Regions from separate parts of the Rattus norvegicus genome. Here region 1 is linked to region 2. The links are chromatin contacts, called in public Hi-C maps. All regions are on one chromosome and are shown on one strand. Each heading gives the region's core, a stretch centred on a gene start, on an enhancer-like site or on the middle of the called end of the contact. The rest is flanking DNA. Distances are from core to core; before and after follow the strand shown. Region 1 has its middle 18 kb from the start of Tmem114. Region 2 holds the start of Tmem186 (transmembrane protein 186).

Evidence for each region. A called contact is a pair of places that touch in the nucleus more often than the background predicts.
Region 1: a contact with region 2 is called in a Hi-C map of hepatocytes, with 2.4 times the contacts expected there. The contact joins the enhancer-like site here to the promoter of Tmem186 in region 2. A contact is called at or near these places in 4 of 12 Hi-C or Micro-C datasets (Schwann cells, hepatocytes and liver).

Annotation. Positions count from the first base shown.
Region 1 is chr10:7,692,184-7,695,986 of GRCr8, forward strand. No RefSeq gene overlaps it. Among named protein-coding and RNA genes, the nearest start is that of Tmem114, 18 kb to the left of the region's middle. Within about 2 kb of position 1,603, at least 1 of the 93 cell types and tissues checked has an H3K27ac peak or open chromatin away from gene starts, as enhancers often do. A contact at or near this core is called in hepatocytes, where this site is marked.
Region 2 is chr10:7,487,399-7,491,256 of GRCr8, forward strand. It overlaps Tmem186 (transmembrane protein 186), which reads left to right and starts at 2,201. Exons shown (of 2, transcript NM_001025756.1): 1 at 2,201-2,360; 2 at 3,629-3,858. The coding sequence starts at 2,358. It overlaps Pmm2 (phosphomannomutase 2), which reads right to left and starts at 2,156. Exons shown (of 9, transcript NM_001106973.1): 1 at 2,039-2,156. The coding sequence starts at 2,092.

The sequences.
Region 1 (3,803 bases), core at 353-2,852, 200 kb after region 2:
CCAAGGAGGGAAGGTTCCCAGAGTGAGTCTCAGCCAGCATGTGTGGATAGAGCGGGTAGGGGAGAGAGAAGAGTGGAGGGAGGGGGTAAAGGAGGAAAGTGGAGAGGGTTAGGGAGGGGTGTGGGGAGGGTGAAGGTTGAGGGTGTGAAGGAGGAAGTGGATAGGGTGAAGGAAGGAAGTAGGGAGTGACAGAGTGGGTGGAGAAGAGGGAAGTGAGGGGAGTTGGGGTGGAGGAGGGAAGTGGAGGACTTGGGAGGGTCCTGCCTAATTCTTTATAGGAAAGGTTTTCTGGTTCAGTGAATTTGGAAATGTTAGCAGATGCATCCCAGAGGCTAGAGACCCCCTGGACCACTCAGCTGGGCAGTGTTGGTCCGCTGTACTTCTCCAGGGTTGTCAGGAGACCCTCAGAGGAAGAGGGGAGGGGGCAGTCACAACTTATAAAGAACAGTCTTGGAAACCACAGTCTACTCCTCAGATGGCAGATGGTCACCTCTGTGTCTGTGTCCAGCTTGAAGGCCAGGTGTCAGCCCTCGCCCAGCCTGAGAGGAGGGTGCTCTCTCTGTGGGTGGAGCTTGGTACAGCAGGAGACGCTGGGAACTGCAGCCCAGAGATGGGATCCTTGGGCTGAAGGAGCTGCAGGAGTTGCCAGTGGGTCAGTGGGTTTCACAGCCATCGGTGGGTGTTATTAGAGGACAACGCTGTTCTTAGCATTATGACACCGTATCTTCACAATGTCACCATGCTCGAATGACATTGTCATCAAGTGACACCATCAAGTGACAGTCCTTAGGATGTTGATTCAGTGACATCAACATCCTAAGGACTGTCTTACTTTTCTATTGCTGTGACCAAACACCATGACCATGTTAAAGCTGGGACTCACAGGTTCAGAGGGTTAGAGCGTGTGATTGTCTTGGCAGGGAGCATGGAGCAGACAGACAGACATAGCACTGGGGTGGTAGATGAGGGCTTACATCTTTACCTAAAAGTAGGAGACAGAGAGCTCACAGGAAATAGATGGGCTTTTGAAACCTCAAAGTCCAACCCTAGTAACACACCTCCTCCAACATGGCCACACCTCCTAATCCTTCCCAAACAGTCCCACCAGCTGAGGGTCAAATACTCAAACCTGTAAGTATGGTGGCCATTCTCATTCAGACAACCCTGACGACACTTCATGACATCAATGCCACTCTCAGAATGACGTCCACTTTATCAGAGCGCTATAATCTTCAGCCACGACACCATCATCCTCAGCATGACATTCAGCCAGTCAGTCAGTCATCAGTCATCAGTCAGTCAGTCAATGAACACTGGAAAGAGTGAGGAGCACCAACTGTTGGACCAGCCTTGATCACTGAGCTGACACGTTGAGGAGAGAGGCATGGGAAACATGTAGTATTGTGGGGATAGATCCATCAGGATATAAATGAGGAAACTGAGGCACAGGCAGCCTGTGATAAGGAGGAGCAGGAGGGAAAGGGTTGCAATGGGAATTCCAAAACCAGTCAATGCTTTCCTGCCAACACCTGCACCACCCACTTCTCTGTCCCTGGACCTAGGACTTGGGACATCTTCTGTTTACTCAGGAGAAGTGTAAACACAGAGTCTAGGCAGGCCCCACCGGCCAACAAACCCTGCTAGAGACTGACAGGAGTCCAGCATGAGGAAACTTTTGCAGAGGCTGTTACCAGAAGGACGGTCTTTGCTGCCATCTGCTGGTCACATCAAAGAACTGCGCCAGAGGAACAACTAAAGGGGCTAAGGAAAGCTGTTAAAACCTCCAGGTTTCCAGGACAGAGCAGGACAGTTTTGGAGACAGTTTTGGTCCTCACGACTGAAGTCCCAACTGGAGGTTGAAGGTAGAGGCTGAAGATAATATATTCCGGGACTACGGGTTAATAAATACATTTGAGGTGGAGGAGACTCCTGAGTGAAGCAGTGCACAGCCAAGAGCGTCGAAGAGGAGAAATTCACTTGTTCATTGTTTCTGGACATCTGATGTGGGGGTCAATCCTGGGGACACATTGGTGGGTGGTGGTTCTGTCAACTTGACCCAACGTGGAAAACCTGGGAAGAGTGTCTCAGTGAGGGATTCTGTGACTGATTGTCTCCAACCCTTTGTTAATGTGGGAAGACCCAGCGGACTGTATTCGAGTAGAGACATTGAGCTGAGCCCAAACCTGCACGAATCCATCGCTTTCTGTTCTCGACCCATTATAGCACAACTAGCTGCTTCCGGTTCCCACCTTGATTTCCCCACAGCGATGGATAGCAACTTGGAATTGCTTTTTCTCCAGATATGTTGTCACAGACCTGGAAAGACAACAAAAAGATGGTGGAAGGGCCCTTACCCTGTCACAGGGAAACAGGCAACAAGTACGGTCCAGGGATGTGCAGCAGTCAGGCTGTGCTTAAAGTCAGATGATGAAAGGCAGTGACGAGGTGACCCGCTGGATGGGAGAGACGTCTCTTCAGCTGGTGACTGCGTAAGGAAGCAGCAGACCACGCAGGCGGCGGCAGGAGAGAGAAAAGGTGCTGCTGTGGGGACAAGGTGACATGTTTGAGGCAATGAAGGGGAGTGGACGGAGAGATGTGGTGTGAGAGAGAAGGGCTAGCTGCAGGCCGTGCTCCTGACCAGAGGAAAAGGCGTACAATGGGGCAGGATTCTGCTGATAGTCCATTCTGCTCTATTCTGTCCTATTCTAATTCCTTCTGGATCTGAGAGCCTGTGGAGGTTTGTGGCAGACAGGCCCTGGGTCTGTCCTTAGACTCTCTCCACTGCTGTCATCTAACATTGTCACAGAAAAGCACCCAACTCGTAATGTTTGGGCTTCATTGGTCCCTGGTGGAATAAAGTTGTAAAACAAAGATTTCAGCTTTTTATTGGTTCTTTGTACTTTTACACCAGCCCCCCAATCCCACTCATCTCCTGCTCCCCTCATGCCCACCCTCTACCCTTGCAACCTCCCCACCAACAGAGAAAAAAAAATCTCATTGTGGAAGCTGTATCGTGTCACAGTGTGTCCCACAGTTTATATACCCTTTTGTTCACACTTGTTCATTGCAGTGACACACTGGTCCGGTATGAGGGCTCTGGCTTCCATTATTCTATCAGTACCGGATCCTCACTGGACTCCTCTCAGATAACCTATTGTTGACCTGTCATGGAGATTCTGTAGTTTTGGATCTGTGGGAGTGGCCCCTTCATGCACTCCTGCCGTTCATCTATAGGGAAGGTGTTGGGGTGGGCCGATTCAAAGCCCTGGATCTGGGCCCTAGAGGTATCAGCTCTCCTGCTTTGGGGGCTGGTTCATTTGTAGCCCCAGCAACCAGGGACAGCTCTACCCTGTTACTCAGACGAGATACAGGGCCTGTTCTCCTGAGTGTTACAGCTAGTGAGGGACAGAGACCAGTCTCCTAATGTCATGACACCAGGGCCAGCTCTCCTGCTGCAATAGGAGATGAGGGATGAGGGAAGGGATGGGGCATCTCTCCCCGAATAGCACTACCTCCCAGTAGACAAGAGGCAGGGAGGGCTCTCCTGCACTCACACTCAGAGCCAGAGCCCTCACAACCAGATCCAGCTCTACCGTGCTGCCCAGTGAGGCACAGGGCCTGCTGTCCTGAGTGCTGTAGCAGGTGAGGGGCAGGGCCAGCCCTCCTGCTCTTATGATCCCATCAGGGCAAGGTCTCCCACCTGCTGCAGGTGGTGAGGGGCAACGGGGGGAGGAGGGCATCTCACCCTCATTCATGGTCATGACACGGCTCAGGAGTTGAATGGCTGGGCCAACTCACCCACA
Region 2 (3,858 bases), core at 951-3,450:
GTCTCAAACACTTTATATAGCCTAGGCTAGCCCTGAACTTTCAAATCTCCCTGAAGGGATTAAAACCCTATGCCACCTGCCCATGTAGCTACTGGCTTGACTCACCAGTGTGTGTTGGGCAATGAAGCTAAGTCAGGAAGGGCTCTGGAGAACTGGTAGTGGAATGTCATCACTGGACAGATCACACTGGCTCAGAAAAGTAGAATGAGGGACAGAAGAGGGTGGGTTGTGGTTCAACTACAACTAAGGATGCATTTAAAAGCTTTCTGAAAACCTACTACTTGGTAAAGTATGTATACATACAAATGTCTTCTACAGGACATGAATTATTTAAAAAACAACAACAAAGAACAAAAACGTTGGTTCCAGGTGTGGGGGGATATTGTTGACCAGAGAGAACTAGGACCCCAAAATAACACGGGCTATTGAAATTGCTCTTGGTCGCCCACCCTAACTAAATGGTAAATCCATATTGCTGGAGACACTGCACACTTCAGTTTCAAGACACAGAGACATCAGGCTGGAACTGGCATGTTTAGCTTTCATAGTGCTGGAAGGTGCTATGTAAAGCACGGTGGAAGGAAAGTCATTTGGGGCATTTCCCAGCCATGGGTCCTGCGAGACAGCACTGACTTGCTGGGCAATGTGTACTGGCTTGTGCAATGGTGGAATGACTGTTTTGGGGGTAGCAAAATCACTTCCTGGTTGAATATAAGGCCGATTCCACAGGAAGGAATTAATGCCTCGTACAGTACTTGGTCAAAAGTCTATGACTGTGGAGCTCATAGGCACTGTGGGGAAACCTATGGTTGTTGTTTTGTTAAATGGAAATCTTGTCAAATTGCCTTCTAAATATCTATGTTTATACCCATAATTAATGCTGCTCTCAACCCTGGTAAGAAAAGTTTCTCTTTGTAGTGGGCAGTGGTTAATGCAGACTCATACCTGGTCAAAGTGCTAAGAATAAGTAGTACCCTTTATCAACCCTGCCAAGGCTCGGGGGCAGAAAGAATGTATGAGTTAGAGGATGGAGAGAAGTGTGGTAAACGAAATGCTGTCTTCTGGACATTATGAATTCAGCAACCATGGTTCCCTGTACAAGATCAAGCCAGTTAACATTTCAGCATGGGTGATATGTTGCCTATCACTTGATGGATGGCTGTGTGTGTGTGTGTGTGTGGTGTGTGTGTGTGTGTGTGTGTAGCACTAACTGGACTTAGAGAGGTATTAAAATAAAAATTTTAAAAAGGACATGAAAACAGAAGAGGGTGTGTGGGTCAGTGTTCTCCATAGGGAGCACAGGAAGGTTGGGGGGGGGGTGAATACAATCGGATACACTGTACACATGTAATTGCAAAGGAATAAAAAAATTAAAAAAAAGATAGACTGACATATCTAAGGTTACACACACTACAGGGGCTTCTGGGACACAGTCCACGAAATCTAAAAGGGGTGGGGCAGAGGTGGCGACACCCAAGCTATTTGAGCCTACTCTCATTTGTATGATTTCTGTTCAATCATGCATTTGTGCATAGGAGGCAGAGAGAATGCCATCACCAGAACGAACCCACACAAACTTATCTTTGGCTATAACAAGTTCGGTTAGCGGAAGGAAGTCCCACCGGACTTTCTAATTAGTCTCTGTGATCCTCACCTAAGCATCACATTTAAAGGGGCTTCAAGGACTCCGCGAAAGACATTTGCTCAAGGTCAGACAGCTGAAAACCTGCCCTTGATATACTAGAAGAGACAGTCAGAGGTGACAGGGCTGGGGAGGTGACACAGCAGGTCAGAGGGTGGAGGCTGGAGTTCAATCCAGGACACCAGACCCGAGGAACCCTAGAAGAAATTCGGACCCGAACTTTTCGACTCTGAACACGTTTCCTACTCGGAAGGCTTTTCTGGCCCCCTCTTCCTGCGCATCCCACTCAGGACCCCGCTCAGGACCTAGGTCTACTGGTTCCCGGACAGTCCTTACGGCGGTCTGGGGCAGCAAGGGCTCTGCCCCACCACCAGGAGCTCCCCGGGCGCCGCCTACCTGCCGCGGGGCAGTCAAGGTCCCATCCATGTCAAAGAGACAGAGCGTGGCCATTTCTCCAGTCAGAAGACTCGTTGGCACCCGGAACTCCACCCGGAACTTCCGGGTCCGCTCCGAGCCCCGGAACTCCAAGGCACGATGGGAAGATTCTCTAATGGCTTACGGGACACTCGGGGCGGATACAAAATTTGAACTACAGTTCCCAAGCCGTAGTACTTTTTTTTTTTTTCCTTGAGTTAGCGCATTAACCTCCCGCGCATGAGCCCTTCAAGTTTCCGGGGACAAGGTCGGCGTACTTCCTGTAGCAGGCGACAGGCTCATGGTAGGAATGTCAGGTGGTGGGCGGTAAAGGAGGGACCGCACTTAGCGACCGGGTCCGGCCTACGACTGGCAGGAAGGATACCTGGGCTGCCCACTCGGGAAATCAGTCGGTGGAAGGCCAGAGTGTATTTTTACGTGCTATTTCTCTGCCTTGTTTCTTTCCCTTGGGTCACATGGACGGTCTTCATCGTCCCAGTGCGCACACCAAGTTCAGCGCTTAAGAACCATGTCTCGGGGTTGGGATTTAGCTCAATGGTAGAGCGCTTGCCTAGCAAGCTCAAGGCCCTGGGTTCGGTCCCCAGCTCCGAAAAAAAGAGAGAGAGAGAGAAAAAAAAAAAAGAACCATGTCTCCCTAGCGTATTCTGAGGTTTTCTTTGGAAAGATGAAGGATGCACAGTTAGTGTCCTCTTACTCTGAAGCCCAGAATTTGCTCACTCTTCTACTTATTCCAGACAGTCATTGTGCAGTGTGTTGAGGGCCTCCGTGCCTCACTTCTCTGCTTCCCAACCAGGCTAATTCATGCGAAGAAATTCTCTTGGCGTGTAAGGCAGTCAGAGGACTGCAAAGGTTCTGTGATAAGTACCCCATGGTTTTGTTGTGTGGGTTTCCGACACCGATTGATTTACCCTTTGAGGAAGGAAGGAAGTTTTAAGTGCACTGTTGGCCCATCTCTGTTGAATGGCTGGACGTACAGGTTTTCTATGTTTATTTGGACCTGCTCGGGGGAAAGGACCTGTCTGAGTGTCAGAGACTGCTTTTGTTTCCTTGCACTTGGGGCCAGGGCCAGGGGTGGGGAGGGCCTAGGGTTTTTTTGGTGTTGTTGGTTTTTTTGTTTTGTTTTGTTTTTTAATGCTTTTTTAAAATTTGTTTTAATCGTGTGTGTGTTTAGTTCGTGTGCATTTACTTGTGCTATGGCATGTAGGGGTCCAGGATGTCCTGCTTGAGTAATTTCTCTTCCTCCACCATGTTGGCTTCAGGGATCAAATTCACCCGGTTTGGTAGCAAGCCCCAGTTCTAGATGGGCTATCTCACTGGCTAGGATTAGGGTTTTGTTTTGTTTGCTTGCTTATTTAGTTGTAAAAAATGGGAGAATGGTACTTATCTAGAGTAGAATTCCACAAAAAATAAAGCTTCTGGCTTTATCACTTACTTTCCTCTGGCAGTCACGGTGTCTTGCCAGGGTTGGTTGAAGCCTTTCTGGGAGATGCTTTGCCTTGTTCATTGTGTGATTAGCCTGGATGATTTCTGAAAGGAACCTCTCTCTTCCAGGCTTTCCTCCTTCGAGCTGTGCCAAGGCTGCAGGGGCCCGCTGCATGGAGGAGGCCTCTACAGCAACTGTGGTGCCGTGCTGGGCAGGGGGATTCCATAAGGTGGGTGGGGAGCAGGTCTCCCCCCTCACAGGAGAAGCCACCAGGCACAGAGACTGAAAAATTCCACACAATCTACCGCTTCAATGCCATCAGAGCACTTGGGTTCCTGTCTCGGCTGAAGTTGGCACA